Linked DNA regions of Ovis aries: region 2 is linked to region 1. A link is a contact called in public Hi-C data. All regions are on one chromosome and are shown on one strand. Each heading gives the region's core, a stretch centred on a gene start, on an enhancer-like site or on the middle of the called end of the contact. The rest is flanking DNA. Distances are from core to core; before and after follow the strand shown. Region 1 overlaps JAML (junction adhesion molecule like). Region 2 overlaps LOC443398 (T-cell surface glycoprotein CD3 gamma chain).

Region 1 (4,919 bases), core at 1,545-4,044:
GAGAGTTATTTCTACTTCCTGTTTATGTTAAGCAGATGTGGTTACTCAAGTGGGCGAACAGAAAGTGGAGGGCTTCATGGTTTTCCATTCTTTGTTACAGGCTTGAAGTGAAGTTGGGGCTTGTGGGAGAAGTTCTAGGAAAGGAGAAGGAGAAAGGAATTAAAGAGAAGCCAGAAAGTGTTTATTGACATCAGTGGGACCCTCAGACTTGATGTTGTGCTGGCAGCTAGAGGGTGCTGTCTTATCCTTGGGGTATCGTGTTGGTTTGATGAGAGGCCTCCGAATATTCTGGCTGCACAGAGGGAAAGTGTGCAGTGTGGGGTGGTGACATTGGTTTTACTGCTGAGGATCTTTGGCTAAACATGATCTCTTCCAGAAGTTCTTTGGCTTCTAGAGACTATACTTTGAGTGTAACTTGATTTATCATTTTATCCCCAGAGCTGATGGTTCATGTGGGTGATTCGACTCGGATGGGATGTGTTTTCCACAGCACAGAAGAGAAGCACGTGAGCAGGGTAGACTGGATGTTCTCATCAGGAGAGCCTGCCAAGGTACGGAGGAGACGCCCTCATTGTGTGGTGCCAGGACAGAGTGGGGACAGCAAGAACCTAGGCATCAGGTGCCACATGTTGGTCTTATGAGGGCTTGGACTTTGGAGTTTGTTAAAAACACAAAACAAAACAAAACTGGGCCTCTTAGCTTGGCTGGGCAATTTCAGCTTCCAGTTGGGAAAAATGACTAATGAAGATGGTGGAGAAGTAGTTGCTACTGCTCGACTTGGGTTGTCAAGATGCATCTAGGACATGGTAATGTAGAACACTGGTTCATGACTTGGCTACAGCATCTTGGTTTTATCCTTTCTCTCTCTTTTCCTTTTTATAGAATTCATGGAATAACAAGGGGGAATGCTTTTGGTGACCAATGGGTTAGGCATAAGAATGATCGTCTTATTTGGGTTATTTTTGTGAGTTTTCTTCTGCACCCCTTCACCCCATTTATGTGATGGGATTTTCTTTGTCTTCATGGATGTGTTGAATGTTGGGATTAGTAATCCTGGAGGCCAAGATGAGGAGGGTGCTTCACAGGAACGCTGAAGCAGTAAACAGCAGGTTAGTTCGTTAGACCAGTAGATGTCAACTATGGCATGGTGATGTCCTGATGAGTCAAGCTGTGTCTTGAGAGACATCCCACATAACTTATTGTTAATAAAAGTTAAGATACAAAGCTTAGAAAGATTCACCTTTTACAAATGAAGACTTATTCCAGGTCATCCATACAAAATGTCATTTACACTCAGTTGATTCCTATATGCTGTTTGAGTGGATCAGAAAGGATGGCTTCATGGTGGGGTCTGGGGAATTACAGGTAGTTTCAGGTTCACCTCTGGGAACCCATTGTATATTTAATTGTCATCCACCAAACTGAGTCACAGCAGAACATAGGATGATAGTTGACATTTGTGAGTTATGAACTTGAATCACAAGAGACAACAGGTTAGGTGCCAGGTCTTTTCATTCATATTTGTGTCTGTATCCTTATTTCCTGTTCTTAGAAACTTCTAAAAACTAATGGTATTTATATACTTTTTTGAAAAATTCTGACACTTTTTTATTTAACAAGTATTTTTAAGGTGCCTGTTATATGGTGAACACTCAAAGCTCCTGCCCTGGTGGGAGACTTACAATCAAGATGGAGGGAGATACATAGAAAAATAATGAGGAAATAGGAATTTTCCTGGTGATCCAGTGGTTAAGAATTCGTCTTGCAATGTAGGGACACTGGTTTGATCCCTGGTCAGGAAACTAAGATCCCACATGCTGTGGGGCAACTAACACCCAATGCAGCCAAATAATAGTAATAATGAAGAAATATATACACAGTATGTCAGGTAATAGTAAGAGCTATGGAGAACAAGAAAGCAGGCTTTTGTGATTGTTTTTTTATGTAGGTGGTCAGGGAGGCCTCACCAAAAAGGTAACATTTGAGTAGAGGTCTCGGGGAAGTGAAGGAGGCAACCATGTGTCTGTCTAAGTGGGAAGAGTGTTCCAGGCATAGGGAGCAGCAAGTGCAAAGGCCCTGAGGCCAGCACTTAGGAGCAGCAAGGAGGCTGGTGTGGACCCGTGTGTCCGTGGCTTTGTGTTTTCTGATACTTTCTGATGATACCTTTACTGCTTCTACACGTAGGGCCTGTGAATCCCGAGAGCTCCCTCCAACCCCAGTCCTTCAGTCTCTTACATTTTGCCTTTCCCTTCTAGGAGGAGATTGTGTTGTGCTATCAGCCCAAACTCAGGGCGCCCAAAGGGTACCCCCAGAACTGGGGCCGCTTCCGGAACCGTGTGGACTTGGTGGGAGACACTTCCCGCAATGATGGCTCTATAATGCTCCACGGAGTGAAGGAGTCTGATGGAGGAAACTACACCTGCAGTATCTACCTGGGGAACCTGACCTTCAGGAAAACCACTGTGTTGCAAGTGATCCTGAAAGAGCCCCGAAGTATGTAACATCTGGCCGGGCGGGGAGGAGGGGCTGCATAGCTGGTAGGCAGGGGCAGTACTAGGGTGAAGCTGGAGAGGCTTCTAGGATGCAAAATTTAAGGAGGCATCACTCTCAGGTCCTGTACTTGCCTGCTCCTGATAAGCCTCGTACTTATCAAGCACTCCTACCCTGTGCTTGCATGACCTTGAGAGTAATCCCTCCTTAAATTTGGTCCCCTAGGCACCTTGCCTGCCTCACCCTAGTGCTTCCCTGATGGTAGGTCAAGGGAAAAAAAGGTAATAATACTGAGTGAATGCCAACCCCTCTGCCAAGCCTCACTCATGGTTTCTGTAATATACCAATTTAAAGATACAGGAGCTCAGAGATGGATTTGGGTCATTTTGACTTGGCTTCAAAGGAGATGCTCTATGCTCTGTAGTAGAAGGGAAGATGCTCCTGAGCTGGTGAGAGACAGCAAAGAACAGAGGAAACAGGAAGGGGAAGGAACCAAAAATAGAAGGAGTTTCTGATCCCAGGTTCTTTATTCTGGCAGTGTGTATTAAGGCCATTGGTGAGGAGGAGAGTAAAGACTCAATTGTGTTGACTGAGAGAGGTTGATAAGTAAGGGGTTAAAGTTAAACCGGAACCCAGTTAGCAGTCAGGATGTGGCCTGTGGACTTTGCCTTTTGCGAGGGCCCCAGGGGTTGGCTGTGGTTGGCTGGGGGCAGGGATAGGGGTGAGGAAGCACCTCTACCCTCAATACCTCTGGCCAGAGACTTAAGTCCATGGAGGCGCCTTCTTGTCAGTAACGGAGGATGCCAGCGGGAGAGGGAAGCAGGACAGATGGCTTTCTTCACTCTCAGAAGTCTTCCCTCTGCTTCACAGGAAAGAGAAGCCATTAGCGGGGGCTCATGCAACTTCTGAGCCCTCCACACCCTCAAGCAGACCTCCATCTACTCCTTCCTCGTCTTTGCCTGCCGTCCTGAGCTCCCTTCCCTCTGGGGGCTTATCTGAGCCGCTGTGCTTCTCCTCCTTCTCAGGACCCTCACAACATGCCTCTTTAAGCTCCACGGTCCATGGGCTTCTGCCATTAAGCACACGCATACACTCAACTCTTCCCCTTACCCGTGTCCTTGTCTCCTTTAGCTCTCACCCTATGTCATACCTTTTCTTTTTTCCCCTCTTTCACTTGACCTTTATTTATTTATTTATTTTAATTGGAGGATAATTACTTTGCAGTATGGTGCAAAGTACATCAACATGAATCGCACATAGGCATACACGTGTCCCTTCCCTCTTGAACTCCTCCCCACGTCCCTCCTCCCACCACCCCTCCAGGAGACACAGACATAAAGAACAGGCTTTTGGACTCAGTGGGAGGAGTCGAGAGGGTGGGATGATTGGAGAGAATAGCATTGAAAGATATACATTACCATATGTAAAATAGATAGCCAGTGTCTTACTTTTTCTTGAAACACCTTTATTGAGATACAACTCACACGCCACACAATTCACCCATTTAAAATGTACAACTCAGTGGTTTTAGTATATTCCGAGTTGTGCAACTTTCATCGAGATACATTATGCATTTCTTTCTAGACACAGTCAGATAGTTTGCTAAAGGACTGAACTCAGTGTCTTCTGTCTCATCTTGCATTAACCCCTAGTACTCTGCAGTCAGCCTTCTACTTGCACCTCTCCTCCAGTGTAGGTCACCAGTGGCACTCTAACTGTCTATCCTTGACCTTCCCCACCCCAGTAGCATTGAACACCATGTTCTGTATACGTTTAATATATTCTGTTAGACGCAACCTATCTGTCCATCCATCCATCCATCCATCCATCTCTGTATATGAACGCCACCCAGATATTCCACAAATACTCAAACACAAATAATCCAAATCTACCCCTCACACCTTTCTCCTGCCCACCTCTCCAACCTCAGTTGATGCCACTGCTATCGACATAATTATCCAACTGGATAATCGTACTGGATATTATCCAACTGGATAATCATACTGGATATTATCCAACTGAATAATTGCCTGGGAGTCGTACTTGATTTTTCCCTTTCCCAGGACCCCTAGTCTAACAAGTCAACAGGTCCTGTGATTTCTACTGCTGACTTTGGATCTGTCTTCTTTCTCATCTGGCACCATCCCCTGGCATCATTCTGCCTGTCAACCTGTCTCAGACTGTAGGCCTCTCACCAGTCTCTGCTTTCGCTTTGTCGCTACCCCTCATTCTCGGTGCGATCTTTCTCAATCACAAATCTGAACTTCCTACAGCCTTTCAATGTCTTCTGCATTGCCTACAGAAAAAAACAAAACACAAAGCAAAACGAAAAATTGAAACAAACTCCTCATTGAGATAATCAAGGTCCTTCATGACTTAGATCCTGTTATCTACCCAGCCTCATTCCCCATCACGCCCTCAAACACAAC
Region 2 (4,919 bases), core at 1,364-3,863, 130 kb before region 1:
TGAGCTGTGTATATGTGATTCATGCACTTTTGTGAATGCAGGTTTTACTTATATAAAGAGATTTTTTTTAAAGTACAGAGGACAGGGACTTCCCTGGTCGTCCAGTGGTTAAGAATCCATCTGTAAGTGCAGGGGACACAGTTTTGATCCCTGCTCTGGGACGATCACGCATGCCACTGAGCAACTAAGCCTGCGAGCAGCAACTACTGAACCTCTGTGCCCAGAGCCCAGGCTCTGCAACTAGAGAAGCCCCCGCAGTGAGAAGCCCTGCACTGCAACGAAGAGTAGCCCTGCTTGCCACAACTACCAAAAGCCTGCATGCAGCAGTGAAGACCAACAGCCAAAAATAAACAGATAAAATTAAATAAACAGTGAGTAATTTTTTAAAAATGTACAGAGGACAAGTCAGAGAGAGTTGTATTTCGAAACAGGCAAATATGCTATGAAAACACCAAGTGTCCTGTTCCTCCTGCCTTCAGAGTCAGAGCCTCACTGGACCATGCTCATCAGCAACACTTGCTAACCCAGCCTCTTCTATTGGGTCTCTTTTGGTAGGAAGGAGGCTGAGGGTCCCAGATCGCCTCAGCTCTCATCTAAAAACATTATTTTGTTTTGTTTCTTGATTTATTTGGCTGCGCCGGGTCTTACTTGTGGCATAAGGGATCTAGTTGCCTGACTGTGGATCAAACTCTGGCCACCTACACTGGGAGCTAGGAGTCTTAGCTACTGGACCACCAGGGAAGTCCCTAAGAACATTCTTTTACCTCTTGACTGGCGAACTCCTTCCTGTCCAGCAATGAAGTAGACCCCAACAGCAAGGAGGAAAATGCTGACGATTTCAGTGAAGATAAAGCCAGCCACAGTGGCTGGATTCAGTTCAATGCAGTTCTGACACACTGTGGGGAGAGAGAAGGACAAGAATTCCTTCAACCCTGGATTTTTTTTCTCTTGAGATAATATTTCTGTCCAGGGCAGCAGGCCTCTCTGTGGGTGGTATGGCTAGGGAATTGCCTGGAAGATCCTTGGACTAAGAACTCAGTGCTTTGTGATGTTCCTTTATTGTGCAGGAGTCTGGGGGAAATCCATGTGGTTTTACTACCAGCAACTATTGAAATAAACTGCTAAGTCACTTCAGTCGTGTCCGACTCGTCGCGACCCCATGGACTGTAGCCCACCAGGCTCCTCCGTCCATGGGATTTTCCAGGCCAGAGTACTGGAGTGGGGTGCCATTGCCTTCTCCGTTTGAAATAAAAGGAAGACCATATCCCATTCTCCATGCTACAGTCGCTCAACTTGTAATCTCCCCTGTCTCCTTTACCTGTCTTAACTTGGTTTGTATAAACTGCTGACTCCTCCAAGCAGTGGGGCCTACCCAAAGGTGAGCCAGGCTTTATAAGACAGGCTATGCTTTTTCAAAATGTTGGGGGAACTGCTTTGTTAAATTTAAAAAAATGTAAGCTGAGATTAAGAAAGCTGACTCTTACATTACTGTTTAGCGTCTATGTCTACATCCATCCCAGACAAGAAGCTCACCAGAGCAGCCGGTACTGCTTAATTTCACATAAGCAAACCAAAAGGGATACGTACTTCTATAATATATTTGGAGTGATTTTGATTCGTTACTTGATCCTTTACATTCATATATTCCTCGAGGGTCTTTGGTACTACTTCCAAGATCCCAAGTAAGTTTATTTGTGTCTCCAGAACTTATTTCTTTCATATCTTTAAGCCATGTGATCTTTTTTTCATCCGTGACACAAATCAGAATTACAGAACCATCTTCTCGATTGTCATCCACTTTTACTGAAAAAGGAAATGCATGTTAAGATCTTGCCTCTGAAATTCTCCCTGTCTCGGGGCACACATGATTCACAGGGGAATCTGTTTAGAATTCCAGGTTCTATTCAATAGTTCTGGGGAAGCACTGAGAGTTGGCATTTCTAACACACTCCCAGGTGAAGCCAGTGCTGTTGATTCATAGGTGGTGCTTTGAGTAATGCCTAGCTGCTAGGGCCCAGTTTCTCCTCCAAGCACCAGACAATTAATTGTTTAGCTCCAGGAAACCCAGGAAGGTCAAGACTGGCCACTGATTTGGTTAACAATGGAAGGATTTGCTCTCTATCCTTTATCATCCCATCCCTTCTAAGCTGTTCACTTGCTCCTATAGGACTGCCGTTGTGAGAGGCCATATTTCCATGAATTTCCCCAGTCTGCTGATAGAAAGAAGACATTTCCCTTACCTTCTCTCACATAGGCCATAGTACCTGCAGAGACAGAAGACAGAGGATTAGCTGCGCATGGAGCCCTTCAGATCTCCTGATGCATCATTTCCACAGTCATTTGAGGCCAAGATGAAGAGAGAGAGCCTAATCCATGTGAGTGACAGTATCTGTACTTATTTCCCTGGATGGTAGCCTAAACCACCAAACTGAATTTAGGGCGTTGTTTAATAAAAATTTGTCTAGTCTTTGTTCTGGGCTTCTGGGAGGGAGTTTCTCCACCCTTGGAATTTTATGAATGATAGGATTGCCTTTGTGTTTCTTGGTGGACCCTTGGATCATACATGAATTTATGTTAAAGAGATGACTCAGGATGGGACAGGTCAAGTCTAAACATGTGATTAGAGAATCGGGACTTTGAGCTCTCGGAGGTGGAGGAGGGACTGGGTATTGAGTTCAGTCACGTGATCAATGATTCAATCAATCATGTGTATGTGATGAAATCCCAAGAAAAACTCAGTGGCACTTCCTGGTTGGTAAACATATCAACATGCCAGGAGGTTGATGTATTTTAATTCTGGAAGGAAAAAGCATGGAACCTCTGTGTTCAGGACCCTCCCAGACTTCACTCTATGTGTCTCTTCATTTGTCTAGATCTAATTTTTTTTTTTTTTAAATAATGAAACTGTACTTGCAGTACAGGGCTTTCCTGAGTTCTCTGAGCTGTTCTAGCAAATTCTGAGAGGGTTCTTGGGAACTCTCCAGATTTGTAGGCAGTTCCTCAGAAGTGCGGGTGGTCTGGGGATCCCTGAACCAGTGCCTCCCTTTTTAAGTGAGGGGAGTCTTTTTGGGGACTGTGCCCTTCACCTTTGGGGTCTGATCCCAACTCTGGATGGTTAGCACTGAGCAATTGTATTGCACTGTATGTAAGGGTATTGCCTGTACAGTGTGGAATGCTCTGCTCCTTTAGCAGCTAAAGCCTTGCAAAAGATTGGGTGTGTATTAGCTAAAGTCTTTTACAGCAGAATTACTTCTATAATGTTCAGCTTTGGTGACCCACTTTTTTTTGTGTGTGTAAATCCTGAATGTCCCGAAGGAGTTAGCCACTAAATAGCCCTCAAATCTGTCTCAAAACTCAGAGTGGTAGAGTTGCATGCTGGACATACTATAGAGAACCAACACTGGAGTTCAACTCAATTGGATTTAATCCAAACACTTACCGATCACTATTAAGTGCCTGACATGAAGAAGGAGTATGGAAGAAAAGGGTGGTGATACAAATAACTAGTTGTTGCTTCTGAAGAGTTTACAATGAAGTGGAAAATAACCCACAAATGTAATAAATGTAATAATACTTATAAATTATCATTTAGTACTCGCATAAATGCATATGGAAAGGGGTAGAAACTATTGATTTTGGCCAAGGGTGAGGAACAGGAAAAGCTTGACAGAGAAGATAGCAGTCTTAGAACTTCACACAGAGCTGAACTGAACTGTATATGAATACCAGTTAGCACAGTGCCTGAAACATGGTAGGAGCATTATATGTTTTGAATGAAAGTATGAATGGATAAATGAAAAAAAAAAAAAGGCAAGACAAAGAGTTAAGCAGATTTCTAACTAGCTCTTCTCCCCAGCAACCTGGTCACTGTGAAAGAAACAAAGAGTCCTCTCATTCTAATCCTGATACCATAGAAAAGACAGTATAATTGATTGCTGACATTTAAATTTTTGATTATCTGAATTCTAGTTCCTTCTAGGACTTGAGAACTCATGTAGCCAAATTTCCTAGGTTGATGGCTGAGAGAACTGAACCCAGAGGGAGGAGGCATCGCCAAGTTCACCTGGCTCATTGGTGACTGAGCTGCACACAGAACTCAGGTTTCTGCGGCTCAGTCCAGGGCTTCTTTTTGCTCTACAGAAATAGCTGCCACACAGGCTTTCAGCACTGCCCCTCACCCTGTGTTGTCTTCAGTTGGCTCTTTCTCTATTCCTCTCAGAAATAATTCTAAACTCCAACGTCTCTTCTAGTCCCCAACTCAGTCATCACCCAGCTCAATTTTAGCAGGTTACATTGCTGCCCACTTCAGTTCAGTTCAGTTGCTCAGTTGTGTCCGACTCTGTGACCCCATGAATTGCAGCACGCCAGGCCTCCCTGTCCATCACCAACTCCTGGAGTTCACTCAGACTCACGTCCATTGAGTCAGTGATGCCATCCAGCCATCTCATCCTCTGTCGTCCCCTTCTCCTCCTGCCCCCAGTCCCTCCCAGCATCAGAGTCTTTTCCAATGAGTCAACTCTTCCCACTTAGTTCACTGAAAACATGGATGCTGTAACGGCTCTTTCTTCTTCAGCTTCTTTTCCACCCACAAGCGTCTCTAAGGCTGGAGCCATCTGCGCTTCCTCTCTTCTAGTCTCAGTGGGGGAGATTGCCTTGTTCTCTGTGCCCTTGATCCCACTCGTGACTGCAGCCTTCAGTATCAGTTCCAGGGCCTCCCTCTACTCACTGTCTTCTCCTTTAGCTTGGAAATGTGCTCAAGTTTCTTTCACACACAAACACATTTCTTCTTAGAGTCTGCTACTTCTCCACTTACCACTCAACCTCTCCAGCCTTCTCATCCAAACTTCTTTAAAGAACATTTTACATTTGCTGCTCTTTTGCCCCCTTGCCCTCCACCTTCTACTCATTTCCGTTTGGCT

The links. A called contact is a pair of places that touch in the nucleus more often than the background predicts.
Region 2: a Hi-C map of liver shows a contact between it and region 1, with 3 times the contacts expected there. The contact joins two enhancer-like sites. A contact is called at or near these places in 6 of 16 Hi-C or Micro-C datasets (blood, hypothalamus, liver and 2 more).

Annotation. Positions count from the first base shown.
Region 1 is chr15:28,633,671-28,638,589 of ARS-UI_Ramb_v3.0, reverse strand. JAML (junction adhesion molecule like) reads left to right here. Exons shown (of 9, transcript XM_060399774.1): 5 at 439-551; 6 at 2,256-2,493. LOC132657861 (a long non-coding RNA gene) reads right to left here. Exons shown (of 3, transcript XR_009596594.1): 3 at 2,492-3,352. Among named protein-coding and RNA genes, the nearest start is that of JAML, 18 kb to the left of the region's middle. Within about 2 kb of position 2,794, at least 6 of the 54 cell types and tissues checked have an H3K27ac peak or open chromatin away from gene starts, as enhancers often do. A contact at or near this core is called in liver, where this site is marked.
Region 2 is chr15:28,768,200-28,773,118 of ARS-UI_Ramb_v3.0, reverse strand. It overlaps LOC443398 (T-cell surface glycoprotein CD3 gamma chain), which reads right to left. Exons shown (of 5, transcript XM_060399311.1): 2 at 2,241-2,264; 3 at 1,588-1,803; 4 at 765-896. Among named protein-coding and RNA genes, the nearest start is that of CD3D, 5.4 kb to the right of the region's middle. Within about 2 kb of position 2,613, at least 4 of the 54 cell types and tissues checked have an H3K27ac peak or open chromatin away from gene starts, as enhancers often do. A contact at or near this core is called in liver, where this site is marked.